Regions from separate parts of the Mus musculus genome. Here all the other regions are linked to region 1. The links are chromatin contacts, called in public Hi-C and targeted proximity ligation maps. All regions are on one chromosome and are shown on one strand. The core of a region is the stretch at or near the end of the contact, and the rest is flanking DNA. Distances in the headings are between cores, read along the strand shown.

What was found. Hi-C and Micro-C count contacts between places; a contact is called where the count stands out from the background.
Region 2: a targeted proximity ligation map of the NIH/3T3 cell line shows a contact between it and region 1, with 5 read pairs. A contact is called at or near these places in 1 of 484 Hi-C or Micro-C datasets (bone marrow-derived macrophages) and 4 of 130 datasets of targeted methods (the NIH/3T3 cell line, bone marrow-derived macrophages, embryonic fibroblasts and 1 more).
Region 3: a Hi-C map of bone marrow-derived macrophages shows a contact between it and region 1, with 23 read pairs. A contact is called at or near these places in 2 of 484 Hi-C or Micro-C datasets (bone marrow-derived macrophages and frontal cortex) and 10 of 130 datasets of targeted methods (the NIH/3T3 cell line, astrocytes, bone marrow-derived macrophages and 6 more).

The regions. Positions count from the first base shown.
Region 1 is chr19:16,384,807-16,387,694 of GRCm38.p6, reverse strand. It overlaps Gnaq (guanine nucleotide binding protein, alpha q polypeptide), which reads right to left. Exons shown (of 7, transcript NM_008139.6): 7 at 1-2,888. Among named protein-coding and RNA genes, the nearest start is that of Gna14, 49 kb to the left of the region's middle.
Region 2 is chr19:16,014,875-16,017,762 of GRCm38.p6, reverse strand. No RefSeq gene overlaps it. Among named protein-coding and RNA genes, the nearest start is that of C130060C02Rik, 31 kb to the right of the region's middle.
Region 3 is chr19:16,066,096-16,068,983 of GRCm38.p6, reverse strand. All of the region lies in intron 1 of Gm32026 (a long non-coding RNA gene), which reads right to left. Among named protein-coding and RNA genes, the nearest start is that of Gm32026, 3.4 kb to the right of the region's middle.

The DNA of each region.
Region 1 (2,888 bases), core at 100-2,599:
AGACACAAGTGCCAGGACATCTAGGAATGCTGCCTATATTGGAAGAGTGCGGAGACAGATAAACACACATTATTAGCTTCCACTTTTGTATGTGTTTCTAACCAAAGGTTTCTCTTTTGAATCAAATATTAAAGTATGTCCAAGTACACCTTAGTTGTATCAATCGAGATGCTGTTAGTTACCATGTGAGTGGCTTGAAAGCCTTACGTAATTTTAAGAAGAGCAGCGATATACATTACAATATTTGGGTACACTTTATTTTATATGGGTTAACATTCTGCTATGTTTCACTTCATTCGTTCTTTTGAGAAACTGAGAACAAAGGGGCGCTGGGGTCATCTGAGGGAATCTGAGTCTTGCGGTGTCTTGTTATGCAGCCCTTTCTTCCCATTATTAGTTTTATTTTTTGCAAATAATCAAGTCATTTTGACCCAAATCCAGCATAAACAGCTTTTCACCAATTCCTACTTAAGACAACTAAAATTTACAATCATGTGGCAGTATAAATTTTTAAATTACAATTCGTACAACTTGACAATCAATAGAAGTCTGAAGTACAAAAAGTAAATTGCCCTTTGGCTGAATTACCCTTTAAAATGATTAGGCCTGCTAATGTAATCTAAACAAAAACAAAACAAAACAAAGCCCCCAAGCCCCCAAGTTCCAGGTGTTCTTTAAATATCGCCGTGGATGCCACCTGCCAGTAAACAATATACGCAGGCTCCTAAGAAGAATTTCCCAGCTACTCAGGACATTCAACAGAGCTCTTCCTAAGGAAACGATAAGGAAAACCCAACAGGCTCTGTAAGACTTAACTGACTTCTGCATGGGCGTGTGTTTTCCCTTTGTTTCAGACATGAGGCACAGACTTCTGAATTTAAGCTCTGTAAGGCATAGTATAAACCTCCAATTTACAAATAGGAATTCTCTGTGGGTGGGAACTGCCGTATCACACACAAAAGGGCGACATCATCTGTAAACGGCACACTCATGTGCTGAGTGACTCATGAGATGGCTGCTTGCCTTGGTATGCTGAGGAAAGGTTTCTGTGGTCTGTGTTTTGCTTCTGAATAAGACATGCCCAAGTCACCATAACGCTCATCACAAGCCTCCATTACCTAGAGCATCGACAACAGGAACACTTGCAATCACAATAGAAGAGAAAGCATATGAGTAAACTTTGTTTTTGTACAAAACTAAGAAGCCCTTCCCGCCCCTCACCCCTTCAATAAAACCCCAAACGAGAAACAACAACAAAATTAGTTTTAGCTTCATTGACTAGTGTGGATAGAGTAAGGTGTGCAGGCACCACTGCAGCTAGGGTGATCAATGTTTTCCCTTCTCAGAAGAAGGGACTCTGTCATGCACCCCAGGATGTGCAGTGAGGCCAGACTTCAACTCTGTGCAGCAGCAAGCTGCACCCTCAATTCATAAAGACAACGTGGCCACCTCTCCCTGCCTTACTCAGCAGCTCTGAGCTTGGTATCAGCACGGCTCAGCTCCATCCACTACAGCTCTATTAGACAGAACAGCTCGCTTCCTTAGGACGGTTAACACTTATGATCCTGGGATGAGGTTTTCTCTATACACTGCAGGCCATCAAATGTTACTTTTTTCTTCTTTTTTGTCTTTTTGTGTTTTTAAATTTTTTTGTTTTTATTTTTTGTTTTGTTTGTTTTGTTTTTGTTTTTGTTTTTTTTGTTTTTTTGTTTTTTGCTGCACCAAATTTAAGGTTGCCCTTTCAGGCAAGCAGTGGTCTCTAGCTGATAAAACATTTCCTTAGTGGATCACAAATAGCTTCTAAAACTGCCTTTCTAATAAAGGCCACCAGAGAGGTAATGCTAAACTGTGCATTTGCCAAATAAGAATATGAATCGTATAAAAGCTCATATTCCAACCCCAGGTCAAATGGCAAAAGGTCTACAAAGTTGGTCTCCGTGTTTGTATAAAAGCTCTGACGGATGGTGTGTGTTTGCTATGAAATTACCTTTGGGTCTTAGGTCAGCACACCTCTACTCAGGAATGTGCAAATGATTTTAGACAGCACGATGCTAGTACCGCTCTGTACAATAGTAAGGGTTTTTTTTTTTTTCTTCTTTTCTAAATGGAAAAAAATATCCCTAGTCAGAAATAAACTGACAAATTTACATTCTCCTCTCTTAAAAAAGTAAATAAAATAACATTATTCAAAATGTGAATTAGCTATAAGACATACAATTACATAGATACATATCAATACAGCACATTCAATCTGCCAAAAAATTAATGATTACAAAGCCAGTATGGATGTTGCAATATCAAGAGAGATGTATGTACAACGATCAGAGCATTCATAATTGCACTATACCTACAGGCAGTCTGTTAATTAAATTACAGGGGCTTTCTAGAGCAAGGGATGAAAGAGCCAGGAGAGTAACACATGAGAGCACTTCATTACCAGTCAGCAATGTCCGTGTTCATACAGTGAGCTGGTCACTCTCCCAGCTTTGCTATTCAAGAAAAGTGATGTCTATGGAGTTGAGATTAGTGCCAAGCGCTAATGAGACCAGCATCGAGGTCTGACTTCCCGGCAGCCTTAGAGCGCTCGCCATCTACTTAAATCACACACTGATGCAGGCTGCTTGACAGGCTCACTCACACACGTTCGGCACAGTTTGCATCTGCGGACAAATTGCACATGGAGAATTCCAAACATCCCTCCTAGTATGATCGTCACATAAATACATGCTTGACGGAACACTGAGCGGTGACTTTTGATAAGTCCACAATCTTTCTTAGGTTCAAGCGCCCAATTCGAGATCCTGAAGGTGGTAAAGCCAGCTCACTATTCCCTGCCCCCTCCCCGCCCCCAAACCAAAAGTGTTAGGATAATACTATCCACCAGTGTT
Region 2 (2,888 bases), core at 148-2,647, 370 kb after region 1:
GGTCTCCTGCTGCACTAATATTTTAATGTAATTGGACAGGGAAAATCCTGCCACAAGCAAATGCCTTTACCTGCTAAACCATCTCGTTGGCACCTTGATCTCTAACTCTCAATGTCATTAGTTACTGAGTCAAAGTTTATCACAGGAGTACCTGCTTGCTGAGTTATTAGCCACATGTATGTACCTCAGTGCCAAGGGAAAGGAGAGGCTGCTGCTGTGTTAGATGGGAGATGGTAGATACTTTTATTTATTTATTTATTTATTTACTTACTTTTTGAGACAGAGTTTTTGTATGTAGTCGAGTATCCTTGAACTTATAATCTTCCCTCCCCTTTCTCACAACTGATTGTATTTCAGGTATACACCTTGTATAGACAAGGCTTTTAACTTTGTTGTTATTTCATATGTGTTAAACATAGAAAATGTGCATGTCTCATAATTCCAGGAAGAGTCTGTATAGATGTAGTTGTTGTTGATACATTGACAGGGGTTAGCAGTTAGAAGGGGGTAAAGTTTTATTATTATGTTATGACAGCAAGATAGTCCCAGAAAAAAAAAATCTATGTGTAAGAGCATGGCTAAGCCCCAGAGACCTAACTAAAGCTACCTGCCCTTCTCCATGTAAACAACACACTCAGGACACGTGTAAAAAATAGAATAGCTTATACCCTGGTCAGCTTCTATATACAACTACATGGAAGAGAAGAAAGTGAGACACGGTCTTCCACTGTCTTTGGGCTACTGAAATTTGGAGTAAGAGTTCTTTCCTGTGAAAGGTGGATAAGTTGTTGAAGTGTGCTCTGTAAGATGTTCATCTGCATGCATCCTTGGTCTCTACTTCTTGATGGCAATAGGGCACCAACCTCTCCTATCTGGGACAAGAAAAGGTTTTTATAAACAATGGTTAAATATTTCCTGGGGACAAAACACCCTTGGGTAAAAACAACTAGAAACAGAACAGCTGGACTGTCTCTGGAAGGGGACGGATTGGCTTGTTGGCTCGTTGGCTCAGCTTTGTCCGGAGGCAGAAAGGCAAGACACTAGTCATTACATAGAAGCAGACTTTCAAATGCAGCATCCCACCCGCATGTAAAGTCAAACAAAAACATGCAGGGCATGGTGGGAATGCTCACCTGCCAGGACATGTGATGACACTCATTATGATTGTCAACCTTATTTTCTCAGGTGAGGAGAGACCAGAGTTGTTTCTTCCATTTCCATTTTTGATTGCTTGAGATTTCAAAGGAAGAGTGAGGATACTTGGCAGTCAATTTCTTTTCTACTCTTACTGGGCTCTTGGGACAGCAAAGTGAAGGATGTCCTAGGCAAGTCAGGACAAGCTGATGATCCCTTCAGAGCCCAACAATATTCTAATGCAGTCGGGCTTCCCCCAGACTTGGAGAAATTCCCCCAGTATTAATCACTTATCCCTCAGAACCTCCTAGAATCTGTTTCATTTAGTTATTGTTCCCAGAAGTCTCTGAAGTGAGTCACAGCAGACATTAAATTAGTTCAAGGGTTATGGGTTCTTTCAAGCAGGAAATACATCTTCTATTTTCCTTTCTATCCTTTTATTTTTATTGACATATAAATTCTGCAAATGTATGGGGCACAAGGTAAGGTTTCATTATGTAGATACCCCCCATGTAAATTAATGATATTCAGACTGTCTCTCCAGAGTTTGTACTATAACCAAAGAAGGAGAAAAAAGATTCCCTGAACTTGACGAAAATGAATTTTTCTCTAACTAATTCACTGAGTAGAAATTAATATCCCTCAACAAAAGTCCTCTCCTCTGTTGAAATGAAAGTCTGAGATAGGTTACAGTGTGCCAACTTCCCCACCTTCCTTTTTTTTCTCTTTCAGATAGCCTTCTTCCCTCACACGGACTCTCAGTTCCTCTTTTCTGCAGCTGTGGTCTGGGACATCTTCCACTAGGATGGGTGGAATGGGTGCCAACACTTCTAAAACTGGACTAATCCAAACCCACTCATCTGACCACTCCGAAGTTTTGAAGGGTCAGCAGAGCATGGCAGAACTTTGACGGATTGGCTGATACACAAAAATTTCAGAATGAACTCTTTGTGGCGGCATCAGCGTGCTTCTGAGCAGTTGTTTCTCTGGATCCCTGCAGACGGTATAATCCAAACTGCTTTGCTGCTGCTAGCAAGAGCCTAAGAGAAACATAAAGTCTTCTTGGTAACAGAAGGTGGACGAGGCAGCTAGGGCAGAGAAGTGCTTTATGTTCCAGTTTGCTTCCATTGCTGTGATAAAACCCACAACCAAAACAACTCGGGGAGGAAAGGGTTGATTTATTCATCTTCCGCTCGATGTCACAATCCATCTGTGAGGCAAGCCATGGCAGGAACTCAGGCCAGGAACTCAATCAAGGCAAGAACCTGGAAGCAGGAACTAAAGCAGAGTCCACAGAGGAACTCTGCTTACTGGTCTGCTCAGCTTGCTTTCTTATATAGCCCAGGACCAGTTCTCTAAGGGTAATATCATTCACAGCAGGCTGGGCCCTTCCACATTAATCATCTATCAAGAAAATGATTCAAAGACTTGCCTAAAGGCCAATCTGAAGAAGGAATTTCTTAACTGAAGTTCCTTCTTCCCAGATCACTCTATTTTGTGTCAAATTGACAAAACCCAACCAAGACAATCTGTTTCCCATTCTTGGTATACTGTCAATAAGAACGCATATGTTCCGTTAGATGCTCAAAACTCCTTTAAGGGCATTAAGTAAACCCAAGTCCTGAAGACACAGCATGGCACACCCTTCTGAGTTTCCTTTCAGCTCTTGGTCTTGAGTTATTTTCTTTTTCTTTGCAGTCTCCATGTCTATTTACATGGCCATTGTTTAAAATCTGATCACCCTCCATGCCAAA
Region 3 (2,888 bases), core at 219-2,718, 320 kb after region 1:
ACTTCATCAAAATAAACAACTTAGTGGAGAGGAGACATATAGGAAGGGTCAATTTAGAAATAACCAATGTCTGACCCCATGAGCAATCAAGTAGTCCAAGGTTTTGAAGAGATATGATTACTTCATTCCTATTACATTGATAGTAATTTCAGAGTTTTGTGTTCTGGTGAAGAAGTAGCGTGTAAAACACTCTGTATTATTAGATTCTCAGTTGATTCAGTCCTTTTAGTAAGGTGGCCCATCCTAGTACCTAGGAATTGAACTTCTGTTTTTATCCTAGACTTATCTTACAAGACACAGGGACTATGTACAATGGCAGTTATTGTAATAATTCTTGTATTCATGAAATGGGTTCTATCATAATGTCCACCAATAAACAATAAATGAATAAAGATGGTGAATTCATATAATACAAAGAGAATATGGGTTTTAAAAGATGAAAACTAGATCTACAATATACCAAGATGGTTGGTTAGCTATCATATTCAGTACATGTGAAAATCAACACTCTGTGTGTGTGTGTGTGTGTGTGTGTGTGTGTGAACACAGTTATTTTCAAATGCATGGAAACTAGATTGTGAGAATGTGAATAGTTCCAGTCTTGGTACTGAAACTGATAATGTAGCAAAACCTAAACAGAGGCCAGGGATAGTGGTGAGTTCCTGCTATCAGGAAGCAGAGGCAGTGACTCATTATCACAAGTTCAAGACCAGTCTCCAAACAACAAATATCAGGCCAGACTGGGCTACATTAGAAACCTTTACCCCAAACCAACCAAACCTGCTAGGAGTCACCAGAAGAAACACCCTATTATAAATAAGTCAATCTTGAGTCAGTTATCATCCCATATGCAAAGATAACCCAAATGAATCATAAATAAACATTTAAATGTTGATTCTAGCTTGTGGTCACAAACTAGGCAAATTTACATACAAAACAAAAGAAGTCACTTAAAGATCAAAAATTGATATGTTGGACAGCATCAACATTCTCCCTGTGAACACACTATTACAAGCAAGAAGAGCCAAGCTATGAACTGGGATAATGCATTGGTAAATTATTAATTCTACAATGAATTTGCAACCAGATGTATGAACAACTATCACCAGTGAGTCAGAAAATTACACCCTAATTTATTTATTTTTCTCTGTTCTGAACAACCTAATCTTTTAAACTGAGCAAAGAGATACACAGATAGCCAATAAACAAATGAAAGATGTTCAAGGTCCTTAATTACCAGGAACGCATTAGAATGTAAAGAGAGCACACTGTATCTGTCAGAGTAGCTTAAAAGTAACAAAGAACTCGATGGCACTCAAGGCTGTGGAAGATGAGGAGCCACAAGAGCTCTCAGATGCTGCCAGACAAGATTCACAAGGGCACAGCAGCTTTAGACAAACCTTCAGCAGAGAATGTTGATCTTCAAGCGAGTCCAGGCAGCCAACGGGGAACTGGTGGGGGCTAGGGCACCCGACCTGTTCCTCTTCCTGTGTAACTATTTTGGTTTTGAATTCACTAAACATTATGCTGGCCGCTCAGTCCAACAGCAAATGTCATTGTTTTGCATTTTCAACCTGCTTTTCCTTCCTTAATGTTGACTAAGAAATAGGGAGTTGGAGATATCTGGGTACTGATGTCAGATACAACCAAGTATCTACAGCGCCTTGGATCCATGACCTGTTCTAGGAATGGCGTCTACTAGGAATGCAAATGTTATTGCTTATTGAGGTTCCTGTGTGAGCCTATGGAAACAGGAGGAAGAAGAAGGGAAGGGGAAGAAAATAAGAAAGAAGGCAGAAAGCTAAGCCCCATCTACATGCCCGTGATTCATCAGGCTTCTGAGGGCTGCACTAAGGGGGGTGGACTACGCTCTCCACAGGGCAGCTCTTCAAGCAGGTTAACCCCACTCAGAAGACCCTTCCAGAAAAAAAAAAATCCTCTACCAACACACTTGTCTTATTGGATCTGCATCTTCTACCGCATGTTATTTTGGCTCTGGGAAACAACCTTCCCTCACTCTGGATTAAGAAATAGATCAGAAACAGTCAACTGGAGAAGCCCTGACAGGTAATGCCAAGGACAGAAGAGCTCTGCTATGGGAAAAGAAAAACAAAAACACTGAAACATTAGACCCTCTTATTATGACCTTACTTTCCAAATAAATATTTCACTTTCTTTGCCTTTAAGGAAACCACAAATATAAGATTATGATAAAAGGGCAAGTAAAACTTGGTTTTGATTTGATAACAATAAAGACAGACGGGAGCCTTGACAAATTACAGTCAAGGCCATCTAAAGAAGTTGTTTTGTGATATAGGATGAGGGGGTCATATGTTTCATCCCTTATCATTCCACAAACCAAAGGAAACCAAGTTCTGAGTGTGAAATCTGAGTTTTAAATGTTGAACAAAACTCAAATATTGCTAAGACACTGGGCAGGCCAACTCTGTTCAAGCTAAATACAACAGGTTTGGAGGCCCGATGGGGACTGGCAGCCACCACTCTGTTCTCTGATGTAGACAGATGAAAAATAGCTCAAGCTACCTGTTTCACCTGTGTGTCCTAGTGAGACCTCCCAGTTCCTAGTAAGCTCAAGGACTGACTTACCTCCCTTGTGGGAAAGAAAAGTACAAATTATTCTGAAGTCCCAAGAAGATAATAGGAATAGAGTATTTGTTATAGGCTAGTTGTCCTTCTAATTTTTTCTCTCTCTCATACTAGCATAATTCGGCAGCATATGCATTAGAATTCCTCCAGGTGGGAAAAAACCCCAAGCCCCACCCCCCAGTTCCCCTATGATTTATGTAGTCAGAATCTATGCTGGTTGAGAGTCTAGGAGTTAGACTGACTCTATAATAGGCAGGAAAATAGGTAGGCAGATGGGCCAT